Regions from separate parts of the Gossypium hirsutum genome. Here region 1 is linked to region 2. The links are chromatin contacts, called in public Hi-C maps. All regions are on one chromosome and are shown on one strand. The core of a region is the stretch at or near the end of the contact, and the rest is flanking DNA. Distances in the headings are between cores, read along the strand shown.

What was found. A called contact is a pair of places that touch in the nucleus more often than the background predicts.
Region 1: a Hi-C map of leaf shows a contact between it and region 2, with 2.7 times the contacts expected there. The contact joins two enhancer-like sites. A contact is called at or near these places in 10 of 34 Hi-C or Micro-C datasets (hypocotyl, leaf, petal and 1 more).

Annotation. Positions count from the first base shown.
Region 1 is chrD07:10,727,283-10,733,366 of Gossypium_hirsutum_v2.1, reverse strand. No RefSeq gene overlaps it. Among protein-coding and RNA genes, the nearest start is that of LOC107956593, 47 kb to the right of the region's middle. Within about 2 kb of position 2,031, at least 2 of the 9 cell types and tissues checked have an H3K27ac peak or open chromatin away from gene starts, as enhancers often do.
Region 2 is chrD07:10,616,306-10,623,129 of Gossypium_hirsutum_v2.1, reverse strand. LOC107956596 (a long non-coding RNA gene) reads left to right here. Exons shown (of 2, transcript XR_001700168.2): 2 at 328-357. Among protein-coding and RNA genes, the nearest start is that of LOC107956596, 5.1 kb to the left of the region's middle. Within about 2 kb of position 4,394, at least 2 of the 9 cell types and tissues checked have an H3K27ac peak or open chromatin away from gene starts, as enhancers often do.

The sequences.
Region 1 (6,084 bases), core at 782-3,281, 110 kb before region 2:
ATATTTAATTTCGCCAAGTGGGACAACTCCCAATCTTTTTGTATCCCTCTTTATCTATAAATTAAAGCAAGTGACTAATTTGTTCCTTCACCTATTTAGCCAATTGAGAGAAAGGTAGGGAAAGAGGAGGGGGAAATGGGGTTAATTGAAAAGAGAAAAACAAATCTTCTTCTTGCCTCCATGGTGATTATATTTCTCTTGAAAATAAGTCATTGGGGGACTGCTTTCATAGTGAAGAGCAACACCAGCTACAAGTGCAACAGCCGCCTCGATGAATGTCGGACCGTGGAGACTTTCAATTCGGAGTTGGAGTGGGAGCTCGACATGGTGATGAATCCTAATTTTGTTAGAATCCTTGAGGGTGGTGGTGGGACAGGGACCGGTAACACGGGAAACGCTGAAAAGCCGTGGCAACGCCCTTGCCCGGATCCTCAATATGCTAGTTGTCCTCCCCTCGCAGGTGGAAAACCAAACTGTAGGGGAGAGTACGACCGTGGGTGTGGCAGAAACCACTAGTGAATACTATTTTTGCAATGATCTTTGTCCCTTTGATATGATAATCTACCCTTTCCCCAAGCTTTGATTCATGTGTGTGGTAAATATCATTCCTCCTGTTATTGGAAGGGCGATGTTTAATTGCCCTGTTAGAGTTGTATTAGTTTGCGTTAATATTAAATAATTAAAGTATAAGTGGATGCTGTAATATTGTTTAAGATTTATTATATTGAATGGTGTGTGTGTTTTTTTACGGAAAGATTGAACAGTTTTAATGTGATAGAACGTAAAATTCATATATTGAACCTTCTGCCATCAATAGATTTGATTTTTTTTTCATATCTACATTATATTACATTTGATTTTTTTTAGGTGTATTTTAGGTGCAACTATGTTTTTTTTCCTCTTTTACTTTCGTAAAAGTGTTCAACTGTTTATTTAGGTTTTCTTTTGGTGTTGGTGTACTAATTACTTTTTATTTTTGGGTTAGTTTTACACTTTTAATTATTAATAAAATTTTATTTTTCTCAAGAAAAAACAAACTAAAAGTAAGCATTGTTGGTTTGAGGTTTGGATGGAGTTTGAAATGTTAAAGTTTGAGCTCAACTTATATTTTAAATAAGCTTAATTTTTTAGACAAAATATACTTTTTGGGTTTAATATTTTTGTTTAAATCCTCTTAAATTTCAAGTAAATCTTTTAGTTTGGGTGGATAGCTCAGCTTTTGAACAAGTCTATTTACGACCAGTGTTAATGTGTACTTTGTTTTTGTTATTATATTTATATTTAAAAATTTTAGAATGATATAATATGAATTGATTTAATAAAAATTTGAGAACAAAAAATATTTCAAACCAAATAAAACTTTAATAAATATAAACAATATTAATAGATCTAACTATGTGTTTCAACCCTCCAGTTTATAAAAATCGAGAAATCAATTCTTATACATTGTCATAATTTGATCCATGTATTTTATGAAAACTACAAAATTAGTCCAATTGTTAGTAAATGCATGAACTTAAACTACTAATTTTTGCTAATTTGCTACACATTTCAACTCTTATTTAAGTTTTTATGTCATTTCAAGATATAACATGGAATGCTACTAAAGGAATCCCATGATAAAGTTGTCTATTTAATGAATAAAATATTTAATTTGGCCAATTCATGAGGGACAACTCCCAATATTTTGCATCCCTCTTTATCTATAAATTAAAGCAAGTGATTAACTTGTTGCTTCACCTACTGAGCCAATTGAGAAAGGTAGGGAAAAGGGGAGAGAAAAAATGGGGTTCATTGAAAGAGAAAAACATATTTTCTTCTTGCTTTTCTCTGTGATTACATTTCTCTTGAACATAACTCATCCGACGGCTGCTTTTATAGTGAAGAGCAACACCAGTTACGAGTGTAAGGCCACCTCCACGAATGTTTGACCACCGAGGCTTTCGACTTGGAGTTGGAGTGGGAACTCGACATGGTGATGAATTCTAACATTGTTAGAATGCTCCAGAGCGGTAGTGCGACAATAACCGGTAGCACGGGAAACGCTAATGAGCCGTCACAAAAAAATTGCCCGGAGCCTTCATACGGTAGTAGTCTTCCCGCCACAGGCAGTAATCCAAACTGTAATGGAATTTACTGCCGCCAGGGCAGCTAGTAAGGCCCAAAAAGTCCATCAATTTTCAAGTTCCATGCCTGAGTTGTCCCCGGTGTGTATTATTTTTGCAATGATATTTGTAGCCTTTCATGTGATATAATCTACCTTTCCTAAACGTTGATTCTTGTGTGTTAATATCATTCCTCTAGTTATTGGAAGGGCGATGCTGAATTGCCCTTTGCGTTGATGTTATATAATTAATGTAAGATTTGTTTGAATAAATAAGGATAATAAATTGAGTAGTATTTTTACAAAATAAAAAAAAGTTTCAACTATATATAATCAATCTCCGCAATGTTAGAATTGGAAGTACAAGTCTTCATAACTCAAGGGTTTAGAGTAAGCCCATATATAACATTAATAACATGTATAGTTGTTTAAGTTTGAACAAATAAAAAAATAAATTAAAGTCCATTAAATAGTCCATATTACAAAAAAAACCATAAAGCCCAATAGCCCAAAACCTAAAAAAAAAACCCTAATTCCCCTAAGACTTCACCAGTCGTTGCCGCTCCTCTCCACGTCAGCAGGCACGCCGCCCAAGGTTTGCCCCTGCCATTGTTTCACTGAAATGGCAAAAGCGTGACTCCACATCGTCGTTGACCACCACCACCACCTGCAAGAGGAAAAAACACAAAAGCAGAAACAAAAAAGCAAGAAAAAAACAATAAAATATATAATCAATTTTGCTATAAAAGCCTAACAAACATGTTGTAAATTTTTTTAACAGAGAAAGCAATCGAATAGATTAAAAAAATACAATAAAGGAACAAATTTCAAAAGAAAAAAAAGGTAGCATTTTTATTTTTATTTTACTTCAAAGCAAAGAAAAAGAAAATGTAACACCCTAAACACGACCTAGACGTTATGGCCGAATCCAAGAGTGTCACATGAAAGAGTTTTGAAAACAGTGTTATTTCAGTAAAACTTATAAAGTTGTTCGGTAAACCATCCAAGTTTTGAAACCCATAATTATGTATATCAATTTATCGGAAGTGTTATTTCATTATTTGATTTGCCAAAACGTAGTTTACAGTGGAAGTCATAGAAAACGTTATTTTTGGAAATCGTATTCATATTTTTAAAAAACTTTTGTTTTAGTAAAAACCACGTTTTGAATACCTGTCGCAGATAAAATGTTAAAACATAAATCCTAAAATCCAAACAGTCCGGAAAGTCCAATTATTCCAAAAATCCCAAAAATAAACCTTAACAAAAATAAAATCTGCGATCTTTAATAGTTTACGAACTCGTGGTCACCGTGAGGCTTCGTTACTCCAATCCACCTAAGTCTGTGGATTACATGAACAGAACAGACAAACATATGTGAGTTTTCGTAAACTCAGTGTGTAACCCAACAGGAATAGACATGCAATACAAGCAGAAATCATATATACAGTCAAATACAGGTTCAGACTTAAGTCCTTTACAAATACAGATAACAGAATTAGATATGCAGAATAATTATACAGATTCCTACCCCCATCCTCTACACACCAACTCTAACCATCCCATCACACCATGTGGGGTTAATAACACCCACCCATCCCTACACACCATGTTGCGTCATTACGACACATATCAGATAATATACAGTCAGGCTTCCAAAATATAGGCGAAGCATCGCCTTACAGATCACTTCCTCCACATATACAATTCCCACCCCAAACATAATTACAAAATATAGGTACAAAAATATCATGCTTACATGCTCGTATACGGATAACATATATATATGTTTAACAAAATAGTCAGACATGCATAATAGTGTCCTACTCAGAGGAGTCTATCAGAATATCAGATCATCTAATTTTAGGGTTTGGATAGCCCTTATCGACCCTACGGTAGGCCCATAATCGATCGGCACGACCTGTGTGACCCTAGGGAAAATTTTAGAATCACGGGCCCACATACCTGTGTTGGCTCACAAGATTGTGTGGCCCATACGCCCGGATTGGCCTTGCCCGTGTGGCCCACATGGCCTGGCCGCACACTCACATGCCCTTGTGGTATGCTCGTGTAGGCCTACATGCCTAACTTGGCCTAGCCCGTGTGGCCTACAAGACCATACCTATACTTTTGTTAGACACACGGTCGTGTCTCGTACACAGCCAACCACACGGCCAGGCACATGCCCGTGTAACGTCGACAAAATATTTTTTTCGGCTTTTATTGAAACTCAATTTTTCGTGATTTGGGAATACATCTGGTTTTGTTTTGATGCGAAACCACTCCCAAGACCACCAACACCTAAAAACAAAATACCCAACACCTTTTAGCAACCTAATTGCAAAACTATCAATACTAAACTGAGCAATGCGCCACACTTACACTATCAAACCCGATCATATGCACAGATTAGACTGTTGGAGTAGAACCCACTACTTCACTGTCTTTTCCTAAACATAAAATTCCACTAATCAATCGCTATAGATTATTATCGCTAAAAACCATAAACCAATTGATAAAGAGATGCGAAGGTCCATTTACCAACCAATTAGAGAACCCAAAAATCGCAGTAGCAAAGATTGACCGAGGCTTTCACGGATAGAATCAAAGAAAAATGAAAAGAAGTTTACCGATGAGAGAGAAAAATGTCAAAAGAGGATAAAGAGAAGAGAGAAAAAAAGTTAGAAACTTTTAGGAAAAAAATAAAAATAAAAATAAAATTTTAAATCCTAATATCTCAACTTCCCAATATCCACTAAATCTCACTAACCCACTAACTCTCAACTCCCATAGAATTTCGGCTATATCGAAACTTTATCAGTCAACAAAGCAAAAATTAACACCCTTGCTCATGTAGGGATTCAAACACATGACCTTCAACACCCTAACACCTTACCACTCAAATCCGCAAGCTCATTCTAATATGAGTTAACGAACAATTTAGCATAAGCCCATTCAATAAGAGTAAGGCTTGGATAAAAAAATAACAAAATTTGCCAAAAATAAAGCTTGAACCCAAGACCTCACACACACACACACACACACACACACACACCTAGAACACTTAATCACTGAAGTGGATATATATTCTTCTCAGATGTTTACAGAAACAGAAACAAATTAAGCGGGGTGTTACAACTCTACCTTCCTAAAAGAAATTTCGACCTCGAAATTTACCTGATCCAAAAAGATAAGGATACTACTGATGCATCGGGTCCTCAGGTTCCCACGTGGCTTCCTCAGTGCCATGATTCCGCTACAGAACCTTAACCAACAGAATGGACTTCCTTTTCAGAACCTTAATATCATGATCCAAAATCTGAATTGGCTCCTCCTTAAAAGTCAAATTCGATCTAACATTGATCTCCTCTACAGAGACAACGTGAGATGGATCAGACTGGTACCGCCTCAACATCGAGACATAAAACACATCATGCATACGGTCCAACTCTAGAGGTAGCTCCGACTAATAAGCGACCGGTCCAACAAGCTTCAAAATTCGATACGATCCAAGAAACCTAGGGCTCAACTTGCTCTTACGACCGAACCTCAATACTTTCTTCCACAGAAAAACCTTAAGAAAATGAAGACTCCCACAGAGAACTCGATATCCCTCCTTTTCAAATATGCATATGACTTCTGTCTATCAGAAGCTGCCTTCAGACGATCCTGAATCAATCTAACTTTATCCTCAGTCTCGGAAACTAACTTAAGACCCAAAATTCATCGCTCACCCAACTCAGTCCAACACAGTGGAGTACGACACTTACGATCATACAAAGCCTCGTAAGGTGCCATCTGAATGCTAGACTGGAAACTGTTGTTGTAGGCAAACTCAGCTAACAGTAGAAAGTCCTCCTAACTACCTCGAAAATATATCACACGACTCCGAAGCACATCCTCTAGTATCTGAATTACGCTCTCAGATTGACCATCGCTCTGAGGATGAAACGCAGTACTGAAGTTCAATCTTGAACCTA
Region 2 (6,824 bases), core at 3,145-5,644:
AATATTGGTTCTATATTAAAACCTTAAAATTTTGTATTTAGAAATAGTGAATTTTACTTGAACAATATTAATCTCATACCAACAATGACAACCCTGCAATTCTTTCAAACTGCTCTGACAAATTAATACTGTTACGTAGAAAACAGCATTAGAAAATAGTCGGTTCAATTAATATTTAAATTATTAGAAAACAGTCGGTTCAATTTTATTATCGAGCTTTACATGTTAGTTGTGTTTACTCCTATTTTTTTCTGATTAAAATTATATTCTGTTTACTCCTTTTTTTTGTTTTTTTGTACTAATTTAGTTGTGTTTTTTGTTTGGCAGCCGTCTGCTTCGAAATCGAGGAAATTTGAGGTATTTATTCATATGTTTCCATAAATAGTTTTATTAAAAAACACCTCCAAATGTTTAAATTTTGGATTTGGTTATATTTTTGCTTTTATAGTTTGCTTATTATTTTTGACAGATCAGAAACTTTGCCCTTTCCAGAACAAAACTTAAACGATAATATCCCTGGTACTAGTACACAATTTCAATGGGTTCGTCAGGATACGGATGAAGATATTTACGAATAATGATGTAGTAAGATTTTACGATTGTTTAATTATATGTAATATCATAATTTAAATCTTGGTCTTATTATATATTTCAACTATTTTATATGTGCTGTTATTGTTGTAATTAGTTATTAAGTTTTCAACTATTTTATGTGTATTGTAGATAAAATGCCTAGAAGAAAAATTCCAAGGGGAAGCATTGTTCAAAATGCTCCAAACTCGACAGAAACAAATAGTGAACAACAAACAACTATTGGATCTTAGAATGTTCCGATTGCACCTGAGGATCCTACAAAAGTTCAAAGTAATTTTATATTTTATTTACATGCGTGTTGAATTCTAATTGATTTATTTTTCAAATTCTTATATTATAATATACCATTTTTCAGCTGAAAATAGTGGGACGCACAGAGGTCGAGGACGTACGCTACTTAGAGATTTATACGAGTTAGATCCAGTCGAGCGTGTAAAAGTATGCAGAAACTGTTTTGGCCAGCCTGTTGGAACAGAAGCTCGACTTTTAGTAGGATACTTGGGCATTTTAGCACGAAATGCGAATATGTTGCCTATCAACTACGAGTCATGGCATCAAATGCCCGATAGTAACAAAAACCAAGCCCTCGATAATATTAAGGTAACAAAACGTTAATGTCATCTGTAATACTTGGGAATTAGTTTCATTTAGATTTACTTTCTTAACTTGTGTTTTTTGTAGGCGAGGTTTGCTTTAGAGGTCTCGGATACTTATGTAAAGAAGGCATTGGGAAAAAGATGGAGAGACCATAAAAGCACTTTAAAGAAAGATTACTATAAGACAAAAACAACCCTCGCTGAGAAATTGCAAAATGTCCCGCCAGGTATGCTAAGGTACCAATGGGAAGATGCGGTTAGATTTTGGCATTCGAAGAAAGGCGAGGTATGATATACTTCCAAACTCTTGTAATTATTTTAGTTTATAGTATTATATATTTACGTACTAATAATTTCATAACATAGGATCGTGAACAAGTTGGAAAAAGCAGCAGGGAGAAACAGAAATTCACTCACGCAGCTAGGTCGAAAAGTTTTGCTTGTGTAGCTGAGGCCGAGGTATTTTTAATTTTTTAATACTGTTAAATATGTATTACTTTCCATTAAATAATATTTTTACTAATATATTGTAGGAACTGTCATCTGGTCAAAAAGTTGGACGCCTTCAACTTTTTGAGATTACACATAGGAAGAAAGATGGATCTCCTATGACTCCTGAAGCTGCAGAAATTATGGTACGTTTACATAATACGATTTTACTTGTTTTAGTTATTTATAGTGTTTATTTTCTAATGGTTTAATTCATTGCTTGTAACTTATGTTGCATTTGTTTTTTTAATATATATTGCGTTCCTAACTATGTGATTTATTTATTAGGAAAAACTAAAGGATAAAAAGGTGGAGTACGAAGTGATTGCCTCCAGTGATAGTTCTATTCATCTTGAAGACATTGATAACTGGATTATTATTGAAGTTTTCGGTCCTGAAAGGTATGGTCGGGTTCGATTTCAAGGATCTTTTGTTAACCCAACCCAATATTTTGGATCCAGCTCGCACCAATATATGCCTTCGGGGAGTCAGGCTCAAGCTGAAGTTCAGAGGTTAAAAGACCAGATAGTTGAGATGCAAGCGACCACAGTTGACGTTCAAAGGAAATATGAAAAACTCCAGCTACAACTTAAAGCAGAGGCGGCAGCGAGGGAAGTAGAGGCGGCAGCGAGGAAGCAGAGGCTGTAGTGAGGGAAGCAGAGCAAAGTAAAAAGTACGACGAACTCCAGCAACAGCTTCAGAATATGATGAAGATGTTCCACCAGTCCCAACTTCCGCCGTCATAGTGTATTGTATAAATATTTTTATCATTTTAACTTTTAAAATTTTTGTGAAAATAATATGAATGATGTTTTATTTATTGATATTAATATAATTTTATTCGTTTAATTTGAAATATTATATAAATTTGTTGCTTTTGGCTGATTTAGATTTGGTTGCTTTTGACTTGTTGCTACACGAGGGCTGAAAAAATAAAAAATTTTATTTTACAAAAATCCCAAATTTAGTGGTGCTTTTAGAAAAAGCGCCGCTAAAAGCCGCCAAACAATAGTGGCATTTTTCAAAAATGCGCCGCTAAAAGTTATGACCTTTAGCGGCGTTTGTGGGAAAGCGCCGCTAAATAACATGACTTTTAGGGGCGTTTATTTCTATAAACGCTGAAAATGTTGGTGGCGCTATCAACAGCGGCATTTTTTGCGGCGCTTTTGGAAGCGCCGCAAATACTTTTAGTGGCGCTAAAAAGCGCCGCTAAAGGCCTAGAAAACGCTGCTAAAAACCTGTTTTGGTGTAGTGTATCGACCTTTTGGAATGATGTGTACTGAGTTTGGGATTATTTACCTTTTTGGTCCCTGCATTTTATTATTATTATTATTTACTGTTTTATTTGTTTATACTTGAAGTTTCATAATAGTTTCAATTTAGTCCCCTATTCATTTAATTGAGCCCCTGTACTTGTTGTTTTTTTTTAATTTTTTGCCCTCGAATTTCCTGATTATTTTAGTTTGGCCCTTTATCTTTAATTTTTGATACTATTAATACTATTAAGTGATTATTATTTTTAATTAATATTATTTTTTTCTTAAAATTTGCTCAAAAATGATTGTTAATTAATATTATTGTTAATTAATACTATTAAGTGATCATTATTGTTATTTAATATATTATTAACATCCATTTTTTATATTACTTTACCATTATTATTGTTATTATTATATAGTTTTATTAATTGAATAATAATTATTATTTATTGTTGTATTCATTATATTATTGTCATTTTTATTATTTATGTTATTATTTCGTTAGATCTCATAATTTTGGGATCATCTTGTGTTGTAAATATTGCTACATACATTCATTTGTTTTTCTGCGCAAATGCATAAAAATAATAATAACTTAAGACCGATGCAATATTTTTTATTTGGGGAATCTGAGGGGTCGTGCTCCTAACTTACGGAGAATGATTTTCTCCTTGAACCAAAATAATCGAATATCCTATTTAAAATGAAAACACATAGGATTTAGGTAATAATCAAATGGCGATTATTCTTGTTTTTGATGATTCGAGACATCATGCCCTAATTTACAGGGCATGATCTTTTCTTCCCGATTAACTCGAAATAAAGCCTTTTTCACAAAATTTAATTTAGTTGGCAATATTTTAATAAAATCATGCAAGAAGGGGATCATACTTTAAATTTTCTTTGAATTCTCAATTCTTGACACTAAGACATCAAGTAATCAACTAGGTACCAATTTTGGGCGTTATGAGGGTGCTAATCCTTCCTCCTGTGTAACCGACTCCCGAATCCATTTCCTAGATTTTGTAGTCCGGAAATTTAGGATATCTAACATTTTATTAGAATGAGTAAATTTTGAGGTGATCCAATCACACTTAATTAAAAAGGATTGGTGGCTACTCAATTTTCATTTTAAAATAAAAAGTTGATTTCCAAAAAATGGTTTCGACAAATACAAACTAAAATTGACCGATTAAAAAAAATACAATGACTAAAATTATCCAAATTATAGTACATAAACTAAATTTACAACTTACGTAGGACTAATAGCAAAATCATGGGCATGGCTTACCTCGCTTATAACGGCCGTAGGGTTCCTTCGGCGGATTATTGTCATTTGGAGGAGGAAGGCATTTGTGATAGGGTTCTCCCCTACCACAACTGGCCAAGGCAGCTTCCCTAGCAATGAGAGCATTGGTAGTGACGAAGGGGTCGGCAACACCGGCTAGCATCCTTTCGATGTTGGAGCTATGCAAGAACTTGAACTCTGCATGATTGGCGAAGACGGTGACGTTTCTGAGGCTGTGGAAGTACCGTTTCACCTCCAAAACACTTTTCGGTTCTGAAGGGATTGTGTTGAGCAGGATCATGAAGGAAGTCAATGGGATTTGGAGAGACCAACCTTTCCCCATTGAAATCTTTGCTGCCAATTTTGTCACATAGAGATCCAATTGATTCGAAATGAAACTTGATTAGAAATTAACAAAGGAAAATGATTTATAAGGAGAAGGAAAATTAGTGGTCGGAATTTGTAAGTTATGTCCCTAGCTGCCACTATCTCAAATGCTTTCCACGTCAGAAGTTCATTTTTGTTTATTTGTATACCAGATTTGTAGTGTAATGGTTAAGAATTTTCGTTGAAATTAAGTTTTGGTTGATATCAAATTTCGACTTCAATTGTTAAATACTTTTAACTTTCTCTTATATATAAATATATGAAAGAATGAAACGGATTAAAACTTTGAGTAAATCATCATGTTAGTCATTCTAAATAGTGTTATATTTCTATTTTTTTTCTTACTCCTTTTTTTTTTTTTTGTAAATTTGGTTACTTGAAAAAATTTTGATCAAATTTGATACTCGACCGTAAAATAATAACAGAAAGATTAATTGTGTATTTTCATGTATTGTTTTGAGATGACAAAAATATGAATGACTCTTATTTAGAGTGACTAATGAGTAGTTTACCCTAATTTTAGATTGACTAACGTGGAAAAGCAAAGCCGGCATTTAGTTGCCATCTAACAGCGGATTGACCAATTTATTGAATTTCTTTTTTGGTGACCAAATTAAAAAATAAAATTTAGAGTGACTTTTTAAAATGATTAATGGGTAATTTAGCTATATTTTTACAGATTTAGTAATTGTTCATCATTCCCGTTGAAAAATTTTCCACTTTGATAATGGGCGTTAATGCTCGGTAGTAGGTGGTTTATGCAATAAGGCGAAGACTTTTAGCAATGATAATTTTAAATTATCATTTGCCTTCTTAATTTATTATTATTAGTAACATTAGTATTTGGTAAAAGTATTAGATTATATTCCCGCCCGAATTGAAGGTCTCTATAAATTAAATTATAATAAATTGGGATGTTTTTATAAATGTATTCTAGCTTTGACAGCAAGACATGAAGAAAAAACAACTAATGAATGCATTTTATACTGTCTTCTACTTGGGTTTAAATGTGTTTATGTATCAGGTCTATGTTGGATTTTAAAAAATATTCAGATTTGGATTGGATTTTAGATGTTCAAATGGTAAATTTTGCAATTTAAAAAAAAATAATTATAAAAATATATTAATATTAATATAAAATTATTTTTTTATATTTTTTATAGTTACATAATTTAGGTTGATTCAAAGCCAAAAAACCTTAATCCAAATCCTACCCAAAATGCATCAGCACCTCTAGTTTGGTAGTTCCCAGAATTAATAACAGCCAATTGCTGTCAAACTTGGATAGTTAGAGAATTAATAGTTATTATACTCTAAATAATATCACTCTCCCTTTAAGATTTTTTATTATAGATTCTTATTATATTCGCTCTTTTTGATACAATGCTTAGAATTACTTATAATCTCTCCCTGACTCTTAAATAGGAAGATAATACATTTCAACGCATTTGAATCCATGTCCTCCTGCATTGGCAACAATGTCGATATTAATTGAGTTAAGACTCAATCAGAAAAGAAAAAAAAATCTTTAATTATCTTCAATTATTTTTGTAATGACAGATCACATCTATTTGGAATTAGACTCTCTTTAAAAACTAATCTTTTATGTATTGTATTGTAAGTGTTGGATCTGATTCTTACTTCACTTGATTCTAGCATGATCAATAATCAAAAGTGGGCTGCTATACAATTTTAAAAATTCATCAAATAAAGGTCAAAACAAATTTGGCTAAAAATATACCGAGACAAGTTTTATCTTACTACCAACTATCCCTTAAGTTGCAACGAGTGCTATAGTTGGTGGATAAAGTTTTGCATTAACAAACTTAACTCATATATTTAGGACCAGTTCTTCATTGCTTAAAAAAAATATTTCTGACTCCAAAAGCACTTTTGGAAGAAAAGCTGTGCAAAACAAGCTGTTTTTGGCTGAAATTTTTAGTTTTTCAGAAAAGCACTTTTGAAAAGGAGAAGCTAAAAATTTTAGCTTTTCCTCTCCCAAAAGCACTTTTGTTACTTAATTATTTTTTCACCTCTCCAATAACATAGTACTTTCTTTTTTTTTCTTGGTGCTTAATTACAAATGTGTTAAAATCATTAATTAAAAATAAAAAAATATTTTTTAAAATACTAATAACAAATATTTAATGGTTAATATTTAAATATTTAAAATATAGTTTATATATTCTAATTAAATTTTATAAATAATTA